Regions from separate parts of the Sus scrofa genome. Here region 1 is linked to region 2. Evidence: chromatin contacts called from public Hi-C data. All regions are on one chromosome and are shown on one strand. The core of a region is the stretch at or near the end of the contact, and the rest is flanking DNA. Distances in the headings are between cores, read along the strand shown.

Region 1 (3,644 bases), core at 149-2,648, 51 kb after region 2:
AGCACACTGAGGGGGCAGGCACTAACGCCCCTGGGTGTGATGCCAAGGAAGACTCCTTTGTCCTGAACCGAATCCTTCTCCCTGACCTCTCAGCATCAGGGCCATAAACACCCCCCCAATTCCCCAGAACAACCAGTACCAAATAGCCATTTCCTGCTCACCAAATGCTCCCTTATCAGACATCTTCCTCCCCCTTCCTCCTCGAACACCCATGCACACAAACACACACAGAGGGTCAGAAAAGGCAGGAAACGCTTGCCTAAGACCAGAGAAAATACCAGAGAACGGAAAGAGACAAGAAAACAGCACCAGATATTTGCTGAGCAGGGCAACCCTTTCCAACCTGAGGCTTCCCCTCCTCCCCTATCGCATGATGGAGAGGTGCCGAGAAAGAAATACCTTCTGCCAGGCAGCCTAAGCTCTTCCTAGGACCTCACTGTACCTCTGTTTAAAAGGCAGGAAACAAAAAATAAATATAAAAAAACTAAAATAAAAAAATCAAAAGGCAGAAAACAACGGCATTATGCCTGGAGAGAGAGGAGCTGAGGGACTACACTTGCACAGTTAAGAGTATAGACGTCATTTATGCTGCAGGCGGGGCCCTAAAAGGACAAAAGACCCCCAAAAAAAAAAAAAAGAAGTATAGACGTAATTCAAATCATTTGCCTATAAAAAAACCCCATGGAACAACTCCTGGGCAGCTGGTAATGCAGATCCATGAACACGGCCCCTTCCCACTTCATCAGCCCAGACCTCTCTAAGACTAGAGTGGAGTAAGAACGGAAAACCTGGAGCCAGGGAAACCCAGGGTCCCGTGCTAAGAACCAGAAAGCAAATTTAAGGACAGTCCATCATCAGAAGCAACAGCCATTGCACTGAAATAGCCATTTCTTTAGCCCCTAGTGTTTTTGGGTACTTATCTATATAACTGTTCCTTGCTCAGCTCCTTCCAATCTCAAAAAACTAGGCATTGGAAGAATTTCTAATTGAACATTTTTCTCCCTCCAGTAGATAATCGACATTCACCCCGTCCAGGAAAAATCTAAGCTGGGTAACTGCAGGAGGTGGTTTATTTTCACAACAGTAAAATATCTAAACCAAAATGTGCCCTGGGTTTCAGCAGCTTAAACACTGAGGTCTAACGAGGACCCGAGATTCCACTTCGCCTGCCAAGGGCTAAGTGTGTATGTTTAAGTAGGAGAAAGTGATTATGAAGAAAATGGGAACGTCTGAGTAGGTGAAGGGGAAAACGGTGCAAATATGGCTAGAAAAAGGAGACCGGCCCTAAAGTCCTATCGCCCAAGCGTGAGAAAAAGCGAGGGCTAGCACCCCTGGGTGTGAAGGCCTGAGCTTCCCGTGAAACCAGCGAAGCCTGCACGGGGCCCCCAGGGGACCCGGCCTGACATCATTTCTCACTCGAGCTGTTTACACTTAACCAACGGGGCGGCGGGCTTTCCGCCCTCCGCTCCCGCCCGGGGCGCCGCGCCGGGGAAGTCAGAGGAGAGCCGGCTCTCGGAAGAGCTCGGCCGCCCCGCCGTTTCTCGGGGTACCGGGTCCCAACCCCGCGGCGCGGACGCCCCCCGCGCGCCCCGCCCCACGCCCCACGCCCACGCCCACGCCCCACGCCCCACGCCCCACGCCCACGCGCGGAAGCCCGCGGCCAGGGATGGGACGCCGCCTCCCGGCATGCTCGGCGGCGGGGCGCGCGCCCGCGGCGATCACGTGACCGGGAGGGGCGGGCCCGCGGCGACTAGGTTGAGGGGGTTGGGGATGCTCTCTGCCTTTGCTTAGTACCAAGGAGGAAGGAAAGATCCGGGGGCGCCGTTGCACCCCATTTTGGAGGAATCCCAGCGCCACTCCTTGCCAGCTCCATGACCTTAGGAGAATCTATCAAAGTCTCGGTTTCCGCATTTGTAAAATGGGTAGTGTAGCTCTTCTGGAGGAATTTTGTGAGAACCGAAAGAGAACGTGTGGATCTGCTGACCTAATTTATTGAATTAGCAACAGTTTGTAATCGGTTTTTAGGGCACGGCAGAAACACTTTTCTGAAGTGCTTGTACCGTTAATATTTATGCTACTGGTTCGTTGAGCAGCCCCTGTTTTTCATAGCGCCAAGTATACTGCATTCCGCATAGACTGAATTATCAGCTCTTCTGTCTTCCCCCGCCCCTCTGACACCCCTCCCCCCCGCCAACAACAACAACTTTTGGTCTCCCCATTAGTTAACTTTGTGCAAGGGCTGATAGCCAACGACACCCCACATGCAGAAACAATCAAAATCCTTCAGTTCTACAGAAAACATGTGCCCAACTCCACAGACAGCTTGTGAAGGATCTCTGAGCATTCTGCAACCCAAACCGGCAGACATACGCTTGTATTTCCCTAGACCTCAAGCACTAAGAGGGTTAGGCTCTGATCCTATTTGTTCAGAGCCCAGAGAACTTTGGATAATTCTTAGCCTGAATTCAATATGCTCTGGAGTATGAAAAGCAGACACTGCTAAATTAAGCGTTTAGAGTAGAATAAACACTAAGTACCAGCAGTTCAGAAGAATCTTTTTAGCATGTCTTAGAACATGTTACAAATTACTATTACATTTTTTTTTTTTTTTTTTGCTTTTTTTTATGGCCGCACCCGCACGGGAGGCCTATGGAAGTTCCCAGGCTAGGGGTCCAACCGGAGCTGCTGCTGCTGGCCTACCTCACAGACAGCCATGTGGAATCCAAGCTGCGTCTGCGACCTACACCACAGCTCATGGCAACACTGGATCCTTAACCCACTGAGTGAGGCCAGGGATAGAACCTGCATCCTCATGGATACTAGTCGGATTCATTTCCTCTGCGCCACAATGGGAAATCCCTATTATTAAATTAGATCCCCGATGTCATTGTGCATGACCAAAAAGTAATAAAACAACTTATCTTTTTAAAAAATGTTACATAATTTAGGCTAGCCACCCCATCCCGCCTCCCAATAGCCAGCATAACTGGTCCAAGGTGTGAGAATTTCCTGTGTCAGTCTTGTGCGTGCTGATGAAAATGTATGAGACTGGAGAAACACCGGTCTAGGTTCTTTCCTGAGTCGTTAGAAAGAAGTGCATTGAGCAGGCAACAATGAAGAGTGTCTTTCTGGGAGATTTACCAGGGAATGCAACATTTTCTCACTCTGGAGAAACAAACAGAAGAACCTTGACAAAAGCATTGGAGATAAAAATGACATGGGGAAAGAAAGTTTACAGTGGCTTGAAACAAAGCAGTGCATCGTTTTGGCAACTTTACAGCCAGGCGTTTTTCAGGGATCACTGGCTACTTAAACAGTAAGTGATGGACGTTCAACAATGCAATGCCCAGTCAGGAAGATGCTTTTGCCTCTGCAGCCGATACAGGAAAACCTGTGACTTTGCACAGCTTCATTTGAAGTTTTGAGCTGGGATGAGTTGTAGGCTCCTTTACTTAGAACTGGGAAAGAGAACTACTGGCAAAATCGTGGGGGTTTTGTTTTTGTTTTTGTTTCGATTTTTAGGGCTGCGGGTGCAGCATATGGAAGTTCCCAGATTAGGAGTCGAATTGGACCTGCAGATGCCAGCCTACACCACAGCAACTCAGAATCCAAGCCGAATCTGCGACTTACACCACAGCTCATGG
Region 2 (3,306 bases), core at 202-2,701:
ACAGCCCTCAAGTGCCTTGAATGTGGCAGGGCCCGGCCACCCGGTCCCTCCCTCGGGCAGCGCGGGCTGCCTACTGACCTCACAGGCCCATTCTTTCATTGCCTCCCAATCAGCAGGGCATCTGTACACGCTTTGCTGACCCTTCCTGGAACGCCCCCAAGATGCCACCCCTGACGGCCTCCCCAGCACCGGCCTGGTGTCTGCATTCTCATCACTGCTGGGGTCTCACTGTGGGACAGGAGCTGGACCAGGTGCTCTACGGCCTCCTTCCTCATCTTCAAACAACCTGATAGGTAGGAGTATTCCCTCTGCAAGATGAAGACTCTCACATGTTGAGCTGCTTCCCCGAAGTTGTGTCATGCTCCTCCCCACCAGCAGGTGCCAGCGTCTAGGGGAACCTCAAACCCATTCACCAACTGCCATGCCTATCAACAAGCAGGGCCCCTTCCAGCCTGGAGCACGCTGGGCGGGGTGACAGGGACAGCAGATTGGGCAGGAAGGACAAGGATTTCTTCTAGGAATTACCATCGGGGCTCAGTGGTGATGAACTTAAGATCCATGAAGATGCGGGTTCGATCCCTGGCCTTACTCAGTGGGTTAAGGATGCAGTGTCGCTGGGGCTGTGGTATAGGTGGGCAGCTGCAGCTCCAATTTGACCCCTAGCCTGGGAACTTTCATCTGCCCTAAAAATACAAAAAAAAAAAAAAAAAAAAAAAAAAGATTTCTTCTAGGTAGTTCCCCTGCTAGGCTCACAGGCCACTCTGCTTGGGGGCGGGGGGTGGGTGTCTTCTGGCTGCTTCTTTAGCAGAGGGTTCCAGAGCATTCATGAGATGCTCCCGCAGCCAGCCACCCAAGCCCCAGGTATGTCTCATTCCAGGGCTGGGCAGGTGCCACTCGCAGCTTGGCTGGGGCCCCAAGGATCTCCCATGAGTCAGATCAGACCAGCTCAACGCTCCCAGACCATGGTTGGAATTCTGCACTTGGGATGTACTTGGGAGCCCTTCAGGGGAAAGGAACGCCCCTCCAGAGCTGATGACCTATGGAGCAGGGCAGGGACCCCAGGGTGGGCTGGAGACATCCAGCTTTCACCTTGATCCTGTGCTGGGGTAGGCTGACCACTGCCCAGAAGTGAGGTTTCTCCAGCAACGCCTCGGCTGACGGCTGATGACTGCCCTGCTGGCCTAAACACACACTAGTTCTGCTTGCGCTGTTTTCTACCTGAGAGCAGGGCCGGGCCTTCCGCTGGCGTTTGTTACAGCTCTGACCTTGCTCTGTAGAAGATGGGGGTCTTGTCATCCACACTGGCTGCGCAGGAAAAGGCTGGACCCTCATCCACTAGGAGAAGTTTAGAAGGATCAGAAAACAGCCAGAGCTGGCGGGTGGGGGTTGGCCCTTTAAGACTCAGCGTGGCTGGAGGTGCCTGGTGCCCTGAGGCTGGTCTGGGCAGGTACCTCCCTTTGTACCTGACTTGACAGGAGCAAAAATATTCAGAGAATGTGGAGAGAGATTTGTAGTAGGAGAAAACAAAACAAAACTAGCAGCAAATAAATCCCAACCCTCTTGAGGTGACAGAAAGCCCCAGGAAAGGGACTTTCAGAACCTGGCAAACACCAGCTGAGCCTCTCCAGCCACAGGCAGCCAGTCTCCCCGGCGGCTCAGACTTCACGGGCCGGTACAGCCTGCGGGGTGACCGGCGCCTTTGTGAGGCTCAGGCCCTCACACAACCCAGCTCCCTTTTTCCTCCCCTTCTCTGCCCAACTTTTGGCCTCACAGCAGAGGGGATCCTGCTCCCCAGAGGCCAGCAGCAACGTAGGGCGACCCTCCCCTCGGCAGGTGGCATCTTGGCAGCGTGGGGCAGCCCTGGCGAGGAGCGCAGCCGTTCACCCCCCTGGCCTGGGCTCCGAGTCACCCTTGGGAGCCCAGCGTGGAAACGATCCCTTGGCCAGCGGGGCTGCCGGGCCCGGGCTGGGCCCAAGAGAGGAAGTCTCCAATGTTCTGTGTTTATCTAAACCAGACTCCAAGCCTCCCTGTGATGCTAATGGCTCCTGGGTAAACGCCACCCTCCTGCTGGCTCAGCCAGTCATTGGTCTGACAGTATTCAGGCTGCAGGGAACACAGCCTTAGACAAATAAGGGGCTAAGTGGGATGATCTCAGAGCCAGGCCTTTGTCTCCCATCAAACAGGCAGAAAGGACTGGCGGAGATGATGACGAAGACGAGGAGGAGGAAGGTGGGGAAGCAGAGACCAGCGCCAAGGCTGGGGGATAAGAAGGCCTCTAGCCACTGCACTCACGGGTCGCTTTAACTACCGTCAGGATCGGCTGCATGATACACCGGGCTCAGTGCAAAATAAAAATGTGCACCTCTTGCTCCAAACTCGGTTAAGAGCACTGGGGTGAGGTCGCAAAGCGCGCACCCCTCGCTGACTAAGCGGTTCTCCCACCCAGGAAGCTGGCCTTGCCCCCTGGCGTAGAAAACAGCTCCACTGTTTGGTGGTGGCAGGTGACCCTGGGCCGGCAGGGCTCTGTGGGTCCTGACCTGCTCCCTCTCCGCTGATGACCACAGGCTTGAGGCCTCAGGGGCCTGGGGCTCTCCTTGGGGGGCTTTACAGCAACAGCAGCCCTAAAAGTACAGGAGGGGCTGTGACGGTCACCCTCAGGCAAAGGGCGGAGGGGCACCGCCAGCTTCCCCACAGGAGGGCCAGCTGCCCAGGGCCAGCACCTTCTCCTCCACTCAGCCCACCATGCCCTGTGGGGTCTGCTTCCTGTCTTCTTTATAGCCCCCACCTGCCCCTCCAAAACAATGTTGTGTTTCTCCATGTAATTTGGGGTGGGCGGAGGAAGAAAGGGTAGTGCTGGGGGAACAGCTGCTCCTTTGCTGGGGGACAGCCTCAGACCCTGTAGGATGGTCAGCAGGCCCCTTCCCCATCCACCCCGGGAGCATCTGCAATTCACCCGAAGGGCTTTGACATTTTGCTGGCAACCCTTAGCTCCATATTCCTCCCTGCCCACCCTCTGACACTGTAAGGGTGACACTTTCTGCCACCAGGGATCTTCACACAAGAACGGGTGCAGAGGCAAAGGACTCAGCTGGCCCCTCGGCATCTCAGATATCGCTGTCCCAAGAAAGCCCTCCTCGGCTGGAGCTGTGCCCCCTGAGCCTTGGGCATGCCTGCAAGCCAGCTCTCATCTGGGCAAGTATAACCCTTCTGAGAGCCAGGATCCCCAGCCCCTGGCCTCACCAGGCGCTCAGCAAACCCTTGCCGGGGGTCTCTGAGAAGCTGCCACAGTCAGCTGGGCCTTCAGGC

What was found. A called contact is a pair of places that touch in the nucleus more often than the background predicts.
Region 1: a contact with region 2 is called in a Hi-C map of retroperitoneal adipose tissue, with 1.6 times the contacts expected there. The contact joins two enhancer-like sites. A contact is called at or near these places in 1 of 5 promoter capture datasets (liver), 13 of 47 Hi-C or Micro-C datasets (alveolar macrophages, blood, embryonic fibroblasts and 6 more) and 2 of 2 datasets of contacts at active chromatin or transcription factors (alveolar macrophages and skeletal muscle).

Annotation. Positions count from the first base shown.
Region 1 is chr10:14,430,838-14,434,481 of Sscrofa11.1, forward strand. All of the region lies in intron 3 of ITPKB (inositol-trisphosphate 3-kinase B), which reads right to left. Among named protein-coding and RNA genes, the nearest start is that of ITPKB, 37 kb to the right of the region's middle. Within about 2 kb of position 1,399, at least 69 of the 83 cell types and tissues checked have an H3K27ac peak or open chromatin away from gene starts, as enhancers often do. A contact at or near this core is called in alveolar macrophages, epiblast stem cells, retroperitoneal adipose tissue and 1 more, where this site is marked.
Region 2 is chr10:14,379,715-14,383,020 of Sscrofa11.1, forward strand. The region is part of intron 3 of ITPKB (inositol-trisphosphate 3-kinase B); the gene reads right to left. Among named protein-coding and RNA genes, the nearest start is that of STUM, 86 kb to the left of the region's middle. Within about 2 kb of position 1,452, at least 38 of the 83 cell types and tissues checked have an H3K27ac peak or open chromatin away from gene starts, as enhancers often do. A contact at or near this core is called in alveolar macrophages, epiblast stem cells, retroperitoneal adipose tissue and 1 more, where this site is marked.